Linked DNA regions of Anser cygnoides: region 1 is linked to region 2. A link is a contact called in public Hi-C data. All regions are on one chromosome and are shown on one strand. The core of a region is the stretch at or near the end of the contact, and the rest is flanking DNA. Distances in the headings are between cores, read along the strand shown. Region 1 overlaps FCHSD2 (FCH and double SH3 domains 2). Region 2 holds the start of RPS3 (ribosomal protein S3).

What was found. A called contact is a pair of places that touch in the nucleus more often than the background predicts.
Region 1: a Hi-C map of liver shows a contact between it and region 2, with 10 times the contacts expected there. The contact joins the enhancer-like site here to the promoter of RPS3 in region 2. A contact is called at or near these places in 5 of 7 Hi-C or Micro-C datasets (fetal liver, granulosa cells and liver).

Annotation. Positions count from the first base shown.
Region 1 is chr1:210,743,015-210,745,731 of Taihu_goose_T2T_genome, forward strand. All of the region lies in intron 2 of FCHSD2 (FCH and double SH3 domains 2), which reads right to left. Among named protein-coding and RNA genes, the nearest start is that of FCHSD2, 8.4 kb to the right of the region's middle. Within about 2 kb of position 1,462, at least 3 of the 3 cell types and tissues checked have open chromatin away from gene starts, as enhancers often do. A contact at or near this core is called in fetal liver and liver, where this site is marked.
Region 2 is chr1:210,587,619-210,590,318 of Taihu_goose_T2T_genome, forward strand. It overlaps RPS3 (ribosomal protein S3), which reads right to left and starts at 1,343. Exons shown (of 7, transcript XM_013191299.3): 1 at 1,196-1,343; 2 at 669-799; 3 at 233-326. The coding sequence starts at 1,225. It overlaps LOC125180048 (a long non-coding RNA gene), which reads left to right and starts at 1,797. Exons shown (of 2, transcript XR_010828470.1): 1 at 1,797-2,700.

The sequences.
Region 1 (2,717 bases), core at 212-2,711, 160 kb after region 2:
AACGCAAACACGTCCTAAAGGCGCAGCGCTCACCAGCTAACGCAGCAAGCCGGAGCTCTCCTGAAAGCCTGGAAAGAAACGAGCCCTGAAATTCAGCCTTCCAGAGCGAGCGTTGGCATCGCCTCCCTAAACCAGAGCTCGTTCATACACAAGCCTTAAAGCCAAGAAGTGGGGAAAAAATATGAATTTCTCTTCCCGATGCGCGTAAGGAGCGGGTCGGTGCTTTCTGAAATCGCTGCTTCTGCTACAAAAAAACCAAAGGACACTAAAAACAAACCTCCAGCAGGTCACCAAAAAACTGCGAAGCTACTTAGAAATATCGAAACATGAGATCCATTGCGTTTTATATGCCAGGGATTAAAAAAAAATGGGAGTGTGGTCCATTTCTCAATTTCACTGTGCCAAAATAGGCTTGAATCCTTACACTGTGGCTATGTTTATACTGAAATTTATTTTTTTTTACAGAAAACTTGGACCTTCCACACCCAGTAGGCAACATTTCTTCTTTTTAAAGCGCATTCCAAGCTTCCCTCAAACAGCTCCAGTCAAAACATCACCAGATTTTTTTATTTTTTTATTTTTTTTTTAATTCCGCCAAGAATGCGAGGATCTCATTAACTGACTGCCTAATTACAGGTAACGTGCCCAGACCGCAGATCCTGTGGCATCTTGAACTGGAATATTATTCAGAAGCAACACCACCAGCTTTGGAGGGGGAAAAAAAAAAAATCTGAGATTTCTGCCGCACGAGTATTCCAGCGAAGAATTATGCCGCCGGTCTTCAACTGATTAAGAGAGCTTGGAGAGAGGAGAAAAACCTCACAGTACTCCAGTAGTCACTAGTGGTGAGGAAGATCACCCCGAGAGGAAAGAAATGCGTTCAACTCCGAAGAAAATTGCAAGATTTAAAGAAATAAATAAAAAATAAGCCTCCAGATCTAATGGTTGTGCAAGGAAAACCTTCCCGAGCGAGCCAAACCATTCTAATATAATATTGTCCATGGTGTTTTCTTGAGTTTTCCTCGTACCTCTGCTGTTTTCTGCTTTGTGAAGGCTTTATCAGATTCCCCCTAGCCAGAGGCAAACCAGGACAGGGTTGAAAACTTTGCGAGCAAATTGCATTCCCTGCAGCTGGGGACCGGGAAGAACAGGACGAGGTAAGCCCCTCACCGCCACCTCGCCTCGGGGCAGGAAAAGGAAAGCTCTCCCCTAACTCTTCAGGATCTCTGATGGGATCCTAGTACTAATTAGTGTCCATATATACAAACGCACATTCTTTTCTTTCCAGTTCTTTTTCCATCCTCCAGCAGCACCTCCCGTACTGCAACGCGACTTCTCCCCCCCCATTAAGCAATCAGGGTTGTGGCTGCAATATTTGATTTGTTGCACTGAAAACCTGGAAGCACGGTTGGTTTCTCCTCCGGTAAGCTGACTCCCTGCCAGCGTTGCCAGAAACCTTATCAGGAACCTACCGACGGAGTCGGCGCGATTCCAGGAGCACAGGCAAATTCCACCGGCGAGTGCAAAGTATATTCGCAGCAAAAGGTTACGCGCAGCTGGGTTAGGGAGAGCCCAACTCAGCCCAGAAAAGGACACGTTACGACTAGCACCAGCTAGCTAGCTGCAGGTACACATTCATTCATGTTCTGCTTTGGTTTTTAATTTGTTTTGCCTTTTTTTCTTTGGATTTTTCTTTTTTTTCTTCTTTAAATCCATCCTGTTCACCCAGGCTTGTTAGGACAGAGGCGAGACAAGGTGTGGAAGTGATGTTGGAGGTGTGGAAGTGATGCCCTTGATCCAGGAGCACAAACAAAATCCCTGGCCAGCTCCTCCTTCCCTGCCCCCTGCAGACCGCTGCGTCCCCACGGAGCAGGCTACGCCAACATTAAATACCACAGCACCTCGGAAGCGGATGTGACGGCCAAGAAGTAATTAAATATCACAATCAGAACTGGATAAAGAAGGTAACGGGGGTGAAAACCAAAAAAATAACTTGTTTGGTTGGAAGGAGGGATCAGTCTTCATGAGGCAGACCTTCGGAGGAGAGGATGAAGGCAGCACACGCTGCACGAAGGCGAGATGGAAGGAGAACGGCAAAGGACTGGGAAATTTAGAGGAGAACGTGGCTTTACCCAAAAAAGATGAATGAACGTAGAGGGTAGATGCTGGACTGGATGATGACAAGAGAAATTAAGGAGGGAGGAACCACAAGGACAGAAGAGCGAAAGGAACAGGCAGTACCTGAACATATTTGCAAGCATCTCTGGGACACGCAAAGATCATGAGCCTGTGATTTGGGCAAGTCCTTCCGCACTAGGAATTGAGTTGAAACTGATGAAGAATTAAGTTTGGTTCCCCGGCCACTCGCTCCTCTCCCACTAGCAGAAATGCTCACGGGGCCACACAGCCAGCAGCACCAGAGGACGGATTTACCTACAAACAGTCCATTTTGGGGACAAAAACTGGAAAAGGTGTGTTTTCAAGGGGGTGAATTCCCTGATCTACACTGCTCACCCAGCCACAAGAATCCCTATGATCCTACAGAGCGACAGCAAAAACAAAAGTTGGCGAGCAGAGCCGGCCCTTCAGCAGCAGCCCAGACGTCAGAGCGGATTAAAACTGCCACGTAACCACAGCCTCGTTCTCTCTGGCAAAGCATGAAAGCAAGGAAAGAAGACAAAAAGACATTTTGAGGATGTAATATCAAAAACTGCAGA
Region 2 (2,700 bases), core at 93-2,592:
GAGATCTGCTTCTCAGATATTGGGAAAGCAGCGAAAACCAGCCAAACTGACAGCACTCAAAATACCACCAAGAGCCAACCATCTTCTCCTTTCAGGGCAACAGCATTTTGTGAGAACAGGTAAAACGCGCCCCACGATATCTCCAAACAAACTTTCAGCTGAAACCACACAGAAAGTGCACACAGCTAAGTGAACAGCCCACTTACTACTGGTTTAACTGAGGCAGTTTTACCTCAACGCTTCCCTCAGGAAAGCCAAACCTCTTCTGCACGACAGCTGTCAACTCCCGGATGCGGCGCCCCTTCTCACCCAGGACATTCTGGGTCCTGTAATGGATAAAAAACAAACACAAAAAACAGTGAGGTATAGCCGAGAAAGTAAACACACAAAACAGCAAAGTATAACTGAGAAAGTGTCCCCATGTCAGAGCCTGCAACCGTCCCAGAGAGCTTCCAGAGAGCATCTAACCTCATCCAACCTCGACTAGTAGGGGTTGTAATGTCCTCATCCTTGACTAGCAGGGGTTGTAATGGTGCTGTACCACTGAGTGTCATTTCAGAATTTCTTTCCCAAATGTCTTTCCCGAATAACGTTATCGTTTAAAGTTTCAGCAGCACCACTTACAGCCTGGAACAGCCTCCACGACCCAAGAGCAACGTGTCAGTTACCTGGTGGCAAGTATGATAATCTCAGTCCTGGTTGGAGTGACCCGGACTTCTACTCCAGAGTAGCCATCTTCAGCCAGTTCGCGAGTCAGAAACTCGTTCAGCTCAGCTTTGAAGATGCCATCAGCGACAAACTACAAAACAAAGGGGCCAAGTCAACCTCTGGTCAAGCACTCAACATAAAAATCAGGGTTTTCCCAGTTTAAGCCTGGGCCAAATTCATGCCTGAACCGGCCTGCAGCCCAGCAGCTCCTCTCCTCACACAGAAATAAGAAGGAATAAAACCCTCTGCCCTGAGGTTCCCAGGCACAGCTCCCCTTCCTCCGCTCAGCACCCCGCCAGCCTCCCGCCGCCATCTTCCCCACCGGGCCTCCGCGCCGCATCCGCCGCCATCCGCCCCCATCCGCCGCCATCCCCCCCTATCCGCCGCCATCCCCCGACGACAACGAAGCCCGAGACCTCCCTCAGCGCGGCCCCGCCGATATGGAGGCGCCCTGAGGCCGCGGCGACGCGAGAAGCCCCCCCCTCACCTTGCGCTTCTTGGAGATCTGCACCGCCATCTTGAGCCGCGCCGCCCGGCGGAAAAGAGGGAGCGGGCCCTCCTGGGAGGGCTATATCTGCCTTCCGCCGCTCCCCATTGGCCTGCCGCGGTCACGTGGGGCTGACGGCGGGGGACGATGGGAAATGTAGTTTTTCCCGGTGCCGCCATGTTGGCGAGGTTTAACCCTCCCTCTGTCAGAGCGTTTTTCCGCCTTCCCAAGCGGCTGCGAGCGCCCTCAGTCGGCGTTAAAATGGCTGGAAACCCGATGTGAAAGGGCCCAGGCGCTGACAGAAGGATAATTCACCCCGAACTGCGGCCTGGGGGCGGTTACAGAGGCCGTCCCCTCATGGATGCCATCCCTGTCGCCATGAGGGGAGCGGCGCTGACGGGAGGGCGCCAGCCCCGCTCTCACCGCGTTTTGTTTCGTCTTTTACCTTTCTTCCTATTTTTAGTCAGTCACAAATGAAGGAAACGCCCCTCAGGAAAAACGTGTGAAAAGCACAGGCGAGCTTTTCTACTATTTGCAGGGAAACCTCAGGAGTCTTGGCAGCTCGAGAGTGCCAAACTGTTATCCCTTACTTTAAGTAAAATTTAGCAATAGCTATTAACTATTTACAGTTACCTATAAACAGAGATTATGGTTAACTGTAAATTTTGAGCTATGGTAGATCTTTTCTGCTGTGTTTGTGCAGCATCTCGAGGGAGGGCTGTGATCCCTCCGCCTCGCTCAAGCCAAATGACAATAAACATGACAAATGTAGTTGCAGGACAGGTCTTCTGAGGTGTTTTTTTTTTTTACCTTTTTTGACATCATCACCTCTTTTTTCCTCTTTTGACATGTCATCACCCCTGCAGTCTGGGCACTGTGTTACGTGAATAACAACAGGACGGGATTTCTTGCATAAAACTTCCATGGTGGCCAAAGATGGGGAAGTTGGTCATTTTGTTAACATTTTAGGGGATCACAGGCTTTTGGATGTGCTGTGTAAATTAGAAAATAATAATGGGGAGAACTAATAAATGAAAATATCCATAAACTTGTGGGTAAATACGGACTGTTTGGGAAGAGTCAGAAAATGGAAGTCCTGCCTTGCAAACCTCACAGAATGGAACCAGAAGATTTGGGGATAATAGTGAAAAAGGTTGAAAAAAGCTGCTTGGCTTTCCATAAGGCTTCTTTTGGAAAGCCTCACTAGAGATTTTACAAAAACTGAGCAGCCACGGGTGAGGGCAGGGGCACTGCACAGCTCTGGTTGTACAGAGAGGGCCTTATGTGGCTGCTGCAGGGCCTCTGTGCCAAATATATATATATATATATATATATATATATATCAAGAAAGGAAGAAGAAATGGGATAGCATCATTTCGTGGTTCTGTAAATACGTCTGTGGTCCACCTGCATTGTGCCATCTGGATCTCCCTCTCAGAGAGGTAGAGGAGAGGGGTGTTGACAGGTCTGGGACCACCTCTGTCTGCAGTAACCTGTGCAGGCTG